Linked DNA regions of Mus musculus: region 1 is linked to region 2. A link is a contact called in public Hi-C data. All regions are on one chromosome and are shown on one strand. The core of a region is the stretch at or near the end of the contact, and the rest is flanking DNA. Distances in the headings are between cores, read along the strand shown. Region 1 has its middle 25 kb from the start of Iqsec3. Region 2 holds the start of Slc6a12 (solute carrier family 6 (neurotransmitter transporter, betaine/GABA), member 12).

Region 1 (3,903 bases), core at 1,171-3,670, 160 kb after region 2:
TGCTAGATACTTGGTCACAGCAATGAGGAACGTAATGCACACACTGTCATGTGGAGAAGGGTACCTCTGGGCCACTGGGAGTCTGGGGCAGGTTTATCATGAGTTCAAGGCTGACTGAACTATATAGCTGAGACCTTGTGTCCAAATGCTTATAAATACACAAGATAAAAATCTTCCAGCCCCTGCACAACTCCAAGGCTAGCGCCATATTGTAAGGGCAGAAAGACTGAATCTGGATTCTCTATTCGCTGCCTTGTATTGATTTTACCACAAAAGTAAAGGCTAAAAGTCAGATATATTTATTTTCTCACAGTTCCTGTATAGGTCAGGAGATGGATCGTGGCTTAGCTGGGTCCTTGTTACGGCTTAAATAAAGATGTCCATAAGAAAGAAAGTAGACTTGTGGGTGCTAGGAGCCGGTAGGGGAAAAAGATCCGTGATGGCAAAGTTTGGGAACAGAATACAGTGGCTTATATCCTGACCCTCCCGAGGCTGAGGGAGGAGTTTTTACAACTTTGAGACCAGTTTGGATTACACAGCAAGTTCCAGGCTACCCTTAGCTATATAGCAAGGTATTGTCTCCAAAAACAAACCAGGTTTTGGGTTCATCTAGTGGTGATTGTCACCTAACCTTATGAACATACTCAAGGTACTGATACTTCAGAATAGGCTTCTAATCTGGGGCCTACTTGGGCAGGAGTATGCTGCTAAGCTGTTACAGTTATTTTGATCATCAACCTGAGAGGATGTCTATTCTATTATAAAGGAGACACACTATGTCTGTGAGGGGAGATTCACCCTGAATGTGTACAGCACCATTCCATGTCCTGGAGTGAGTAAACTCTCAATAAAGTGGCTGAATGAAATGGGGAAAGGGAGAAAATGACCTAGTACTAGCATTCATCTCTCTTTGCTTCCTGACTGTAGACACAATGTGACCAGCAGCCTTGAACTCCTGCCTCCACGCCCACCCTGCCATGATGGGCTGTATCCCCAGGACTATAAACTGAAGCACACTTCTTTCCCTTGAAATGCTTCCATCAGTACTTTGTCAGAGTAATAAGAACATAATTAATACTCCGGCAAAATATTCATTGACTCCTCTGTGACTGGAACATGGCGGTAATACTGGGAATTTGAGGGAAAACACCTCCCAGCATGGGCTGTTGGTTTTATGCAAACAGGCCTTGGCGCCAACCACATAATAGGCTGTGGCTTGCTCCGTGTAAGAAGATATTAACTTTGTCTGCTGGAGTCGGCTCTGCACCCTCATCCTGCCAAGCCACCTAAAGATCCTTTCTCTGCTTTGCTAATTCTTTTCCTCCACTCCTGGCTAGATTTGTGTCCCTCTGTTTAGTCTTGATGACTGGAGGAGTTCTGCCCAATATAAAGATGATATGAGCAATGAGTGTAGTTAAAATCTCCGGTAGTTACATTACAATTTTAAGTGAAATTAAATTTAATAATCTAACCCAATATAGTCCAAACATCATCATTCCAACACACATTAATATGAAAATATTAATGAAGGACTTGAAAAATATCTTTTTAAAAATATTAAACCCTAGAAGTTTTGGGTTATTTTAGAATCATAGCACATCTCAGTTTATATGTTAAGTTTTTATTGGAAATTCATGTTCCGTATTTAGACTGCAGGTTTACATTGGAAATGTAGATTAGCAGATTTAAATGGTCTCATCCATACGTATGAATTTCCAAATAACCCAGTGGAGTATCAGTTTTAATTTTTATTTTAGCATTATTCATGTTAACAGGACAGCTCAGGTGCTTTGTCACAAGGCTATCATTCTGAGTGTTCAGCATATACATGTGACAAGCAGCCATACAGGATAGTCCCCCTGTTGCCTGGTCCCAGCTCTGCCACCCAGCTCTGGTGTTATCCTCCCACCTAGACCATCTTCCGTTTGAACTGCCATCTCTGAGTATAAACACATGCGCACAAAGAAGGGAAATCTCCTACTGACTATTCATGCTCAAGAAATTGAACTTTTAGAGTCAGAGACAATTGCTTTCTTATCTAGCAATACCTCAAAATCCCAGATTATGATTTTCATCAGTCCTGAGAATGGAGGTCTTTCAAGGTCCCTTCGACATAAAAGGTGGGGACCATATTAACCATGAGGAGTACAATAAAGCCTCTGATAAATGAGTTAGATAGTGTTGGTGCCTGTGGAGGTGGGCAGCTTTACACATGTGCTTCGCTCTGTTGGAACAATCTGGTTGTTAAATAAGGGCCTTAAGGCATCCATTCGCATTTCACACTTTAAATTTTTCATCATTTAAATTCCTTCCTTCAGGTTGATAATTTTTCGTTCAAGCTTCAGATCTCTGGCTAGCGTTGGCTTGATTTGCATAATCCCACCTCTGACATTTAGTCCCACCCCTTAGGGCCTCCTCCTTCCTGTTGGCGCCGGGCAGCTCCTGTTGAGCATCAGCAGTGCCCCAGCCCTCTCCAGGCAGCCACCCAGCTCTCTCTCTGGGAAGAGGCTCATGCTGTTGCTGCCATGGCCACTGCTGCTCTGCTTCATGATGCTCAGCTAATCCTCCCTGAGCTGTTGCAAGGATTAATCCTGCGGCCCTGGGCCCAGCTCCTGCATGTGTGGGATTTGTGGGCACAACCAGCAAGAGCAGGGCGCAGCATCTGTAATGCAAATCTAGGCAGGGTGCTAGGCTCCTGGGAGCAGCTTCTAGATTCCTGGGTTCGCGCAGAATAGCAAGATGGGTCAACCAGACCCTCTGGGTATGACCTTAAGTCTAAGAGCCTTAGAGCTGAGAGGAAAGTCTTGGATCCCCAATTTCTGCCTGGATATGCAGACATGTGCGTGCATGCACAAACACAGACATATGTTTGTTCCTTTCTTGCATCCTTAATGCTGATTCATCAACCTCATTCTGACTTCGCACAACGGACACTGACGACTTATTGCATTAAAAGTATATTTTTATGATAGTGTATGTGTATATTAACGTTATGTATTGAACCATCTTTCTGCCTCCAAAGCTTGCTTTTCTTTTTGATATTAATTAATATCTTGCTGCAGGCTTCAGGCACCGTGCCTATTGGAGAAGTCAGCTTGGCCCATGGCCCCTGCTTAATTCCACAGCTCATGTACAGAAGGTGGGGGTGAGCTGGTAGAAGAGCCGGAAGGTGCTCAACTGGGTCATTCTGGGCTCAGAGAGGGATAACCAAGCTCCCTGACAGCTGTCTAGAAGGAGGTGCCCAGGAAAGCCAGTCACTGCAGAGGAGGCTGCATTGTGGTTTTGTGGAGTCCATCTTACTCCCTCACTCCCTGCTACATGCCAGTAAGTGTGAACAGGTCTGAGGGATGACTTCTTCCAAACTAAGTGCAGACGTCCTCTGAGAGCACAGGAGAGGCTCCTCTCTAAGTACTGGGGCAGTGCACTTGACAATAATGTTTATTAAGAGGTAGGGCTGAGACTAGGTGATGAATGGATGTGAGGATTGCAAAGCCCACCTGGGCAACATAGTTTCTGTTTTAAAGAAGAATAAAGGACTGGGCTTGCTGGTGTATGCCTTTGATCCTAGCATCCAGGAAGCAGAGGCAAGCTGAGACTCTCAACCTAGTGAGTTCCAGGCCAGACAGGGTTGAATAGTGAGACCTTGTCTGAAAGAGAGAAGTGGGGATGGAGGAAGAAAGAGAGGGAAAGAGAGGAGAGAGGAGGGGAAATAAATAAAGAGATGCTGACCTTGGCCAGGTGTTTAAATCTCAAAGCCATATTTTTCTCTACCTGAAGAGAGAATGAAGATAATGTTTTCCTTACCAATTTCTTGAAAATATAGGATACATAGTTAAAACACAAGAGACTCTACAAGCTCCAGACTCCCAGAGGTTGGGAGGTCTGAAGACTGCTGCTGTATCA
Region 2 (3,966 bases), core at 236-2,735:
CGTGGCTCTTCCTCTCTTTGCAGTACTTTGCAGATGCTTGCAAAGACACAATCTCTGGCTTCTTGAGTTTCCAGTGGTCTGATAACAGGAGGGTGCGGGGGAAAATGAATATTGGGACAAGCTTGATTTGGGGGGGGGGGGAACCAATGTTAAGAGAGGGAGACAAGGGTCTGAAGTAGCCAGGGGAAAGAGATGGAAGGATTAGGTAAAATCCGACTTTACTCACTGGGCAGAAGGGCTGCCAAAGCCGGCTCTTTTGTTTTTTGTAGACCCTGGTATCTCCTGTGTAAGAAACAGCAGAGCAGTGTGTCTCTCAACCTTCCTAACGCTGTGACCCTTTAACACAGTTCCTCATGTTGTGGTCGCCCCTAACCATAACATTATTTTCATTGCCACTTCGTAACTGTAGTTTTGCTGTTATCAATCGTAATGTAGATATCTGATATGCAGGATATCTGATGTGTGACCCACAAAGAGGTCACAATGCACAGGATGAGAACTGCTGTACTGGAGGTCATGATGGTGGGCCCAGCGTGCAGGCATAGAGCAGACCCAGCAGGCAGGGCAGGTTGCACCATGCCAGCTGGGCACGGGGGTGAGAAGTGGGCAGCTTGCGGCAGACCGTGACTCTTTTCCCTCCAGAGCTGGTCCCCAGCTTGTAAAGGCCAGACTCATTCTGGTTTTCCTTGATGGGCAACAGAGGCCAGGGGGGACCTGAGGGATGGTGAGTGGGGTGCCAATGGAAAATTACAGACCGCCAATCTCACTTCACACCCTCCACTGTTAAGACATTTTTTAGCAGATAAAGGGGAAGTCCACACAAAGGGAAATTTCCCTTTCTCCCCACAACTTCCCCTGTTTCCATCCCACTCGGCATTGAAGAAACATCTTGATGTTTCCAGAGGCCACAGGCTTTTTCGTATCCATGCTGTGAAGACTTGCCCAGAGAACCCTGTTTTGGAAAAATCCTCCCATCATTGCTGAGGGCACACACATTCCCCATGGGTGTGCACACTTGACAGCCGCCAGGCTGTTCCGGAGGAGTCTTTGGTTTGTGGTGCTGTGCTGGGCAGAATCTGAGTATCTGGATCCCAGAACCCCCACCGGAGCCTGCAACAAATACTGACAACTGTCCTTAAGAACCTGTGATTTTCCCAGCACAGCCATGTTGACTTTAACCCTCCACAGCAACCTTGAAAAGCACCCATTATCCACCTTTCCAAAGCGGGAAACTGAGGCTCAGAGTCTTCCTTGGCTGGGAGACCATGATAAGGGTCTGGGTGGGTGGGCTGAACCTTGGATCCTATTTGCATTTGCCTTCCTGGGATATGCAGGCTCTGGAGACTTCTCTAGGAAAATCCCAAGGAGAAGGCAGTGGCTGGGAAGGTCTCGAGCTTTGCAGGTACTTGGTGGAAAACTCCAGTCTGTGATTCACCCTCCTCCCATGCCCTCGTCACTGAGGCCAGCTCCCCTCCCAAGGTCCTCAGTGTCCAGCCTGAAAGTTGGTGGCTCCCATCCCACTGCTCTGGTAAGAGGGGCTGTACCTTGCCTAAGAAGGAGCCGGTAGTTGGGGTGGAGGTGAGGATAAGGGCGAAGGGCCAGGAGCAGGAGGAGAGAGGTCAGGGAGGTAGGGCTGCCTGAGGCAGCTGTTCAACAAGGTTCTGGGGGCTTCTTCTGGATAGTGCCCACTGGGAAGACACTAGTCAGGAGTGAGGGGCCCTGAGGGGACAGAGAGACAGGGTCATGAGGTTTCGTTCCCTGAGGGTGGATGGTGTAATCTAGGCTTATAGACTTCTCAATCTCTCTTGTTGCTTGTGGTATTTTGTCCCTTCACTTTCTACAGCCCCCCTTCCCTGGTCTGGCCATCCGTCTCAGGACCACTGGGTGGGTGGGGCTGTGGCGGGAGGGGGGGTTGGGGGGGGGAGGAGCAGGAGTACTGAAGGTGAGAATTCCTCTTCCAGGTCTGGAGACGCTTACTCATTCTGGAGCAGGAGTTCTAGCTGGGCTGAGAGACCAGGTGAGTGGGAAGAGCATGCGCAGAGCGCGCAGTCTGGTTATCATAGCCTCTGTACCCCTGAGTCTGGAGAGCTGAGGCTCAGGGCAGAGGCAAGACCCAGCAGAACTGTGTGTCTGGGCAGGAAGCAGGGAGCTGCGGTCCCCTGAGGCCACAGGGAGTCTGATGCCATCCTCACTAGCCACATAATGAAATTGCTCAGGGACAAGCCCCAGTAAGTAAGGAGAGTTCACAGATGGGGAACTGGCCCCGAGGAGGCGGGCCATCTGCCTGCCAGGGGAGGGCAGTCAGTTTTCAGAGCTAGGAAGGGTGAGTGGATGGATCTGGAACTACCTTCACAGGTTGGGGGCGCCTGCCTCTTGGTCAGCTAGGGCTAGAGCAGAAAGCGGGGCACCAGCTTGGGTGGGACTGGGTCTGAGGAGAGGGAGCTGGAGAAGATGTGGGCTGCCACTGTGGAGGGCAGCTGCCTACCAGGTGTGAAGGGCTACGAGCAGCCAGGCTTTGGGGCCATGCACACAGGTATGTGTGTGCAGAGGGACGTGACGGAATGGCATCGGTGTGTTCAGGGGTGGGTGCTGGTATGTGGGTATGGGCTGAAGTGGGACTGGGTCTCTTTCGTTTAGGGAAGGGAGCGGTGGTGCCTGGGTTGAACCCTAGCAGTATGTGGGGCGGGGAGGGTTTCTGGAGGTGTTTCCTAGAACCAGAGTGGGCTTCCATCTAATCTGTCCAGCTCCTGAGGAGAGAGTTAAGACTGTACTTGCTGGTCCTTTGAAGACAGAACCCAGGATTGGCTCAAGGGCACCCAAGTATGGTGAAGTCCCTCCCCTTCCCCTTGCTCAGCCTAGCAAAGCGGGTGGACAGCCTGCAGAGGAGATCTGTAGCTGTGGAGGTAACAGAGCTTGCGAAGGGGAACGAGTTGTCCTTGCTGTCACAGAATCATTCCTAGCAAACAGACTAGAGGTGGGGCGGGGGGGAGGGACCCTGGGGGCCGAGGCTGTGTTTTTGAATTTATTTGCTGTTGGTGTGGAGCTGGGCTGGGCTGGAACTTTACTGTCCTGCTTCGATTCTGAGATCTGGAGTTCTCACGCAGATGATATTCACTATCTGACCCATAAGAAGAATAGAGAGAAAAGGGGCCCTGTGCAGCGTGTTTGTACGGCTAACGTTCTCCTGGACATTCCTTCCCCTAGTCTAACATAGCTGTCCAGTGCTGTGGTTTCAGCCCTCTCTCCTCCCTGCTCACCGTGGCTCTGAGCCACCTCTCCTTTTGCCTGCCTTTGTTTTTATTCTGTGGTTCCACTCTTCCTCTCGAAAACGTTTTAAAGAATTTTTATTTGTTTATTTTTATGTGTCTGAATGTTTTGTGTGTGTCTCTGCACACTACATGTCTGGCGACTGAGGGAGCCAGAAGAGGAGTCCCCTGGGACTGAAGTTACAGGCAGTTATGAATCACCATGTGGGTGATGAGAGTGGAACCTGGATCCTCTGTAAGAGCAGCCAGTGCTCTTAACGGCTGATCCATCTCCCCATGCCCAATCTTTTATTTATAGAAAATTATATTTATATTTATTCTTATTTTCATTATATATTTATATAAATTTATATAATAATATCATATCAATATTATCAATAATGTTTATATATTAGCATATTTATATAAATAGAAATATAATTTGTATAAATATACTTATTATATTTATTTATAGAAAATTATAAAATGGCCTATGGCTATTCACACTCTCAGGTCCTGCTCTTCCTTCTTTTCCTTGATAAACCTCAGTCTCAGGCCTGGACAGGGTTCTGGGTGTGCTCCCCTGACCCCTCCCCCCTCATCTTTCCCATCATGCATTCTTCATCTACTCCTTTTCCCACCAGATCATCCCCTCTCCCTCTGTTCATCTTGCAATGGCTGCGAGTGGTGGGGGGAGTGGAAGGTTTGTCTTCTGCAGGTT

The links. A called contact is a pair of places that touch in the nucleus more often than the background predicts.
Region 1: a Hi-C map of the N1E-115 cell line shows a contact between it and region 2, with 2.0 times the contacts expected there. The contact joins the enhancer-like site here to the promoter of Slc6a12 in region 2. A contact is called at or near these places in 8 of 39 promoter capture datasets (3T3-L1-derived adipocytes, Sertoli cells, cranial neural crest and 3 more), 1 of 484 Hi-C or Micro-C datasets (the N1E-115 cell line), 2 of 115 datasets of contacts at active chromatin or transcription factors (both in embryonic stem cells) and 1 of 9 other capture datasets (embryonic stem cells).

The regions. Positions count from the first base shown.
Region 1 is chr6:121,496,836-121,500,738 of GRCm38.p6, forward strand. No RefSeq gene overlaps it. Among named protein-coding and RNA genes, the nearest start is that of Iqsec3, 25 kb to the left of the region's middle. Within about 2 kb of position 2,421, at least 30 of the 459 cell types and tissues checked have an H3K27ac peak or open chromatin away from gene starts, as enhancers often do. A contact at or near this core is called in the N1E-115 cell line, where this site is marked.
Region 2 is chr6:121,341,089-121,345,054 of GRCm38.p6, forward strand. Slc6a12 (solute carrier family 6 (neurotransmitter transporter, betaine/GABA), member 12) reads left to right here and starts at 1,486. Exons shown (of 16, transcript NM_001381903.1): 1 at 1,486-1,528; 2 at 1,962-2,017.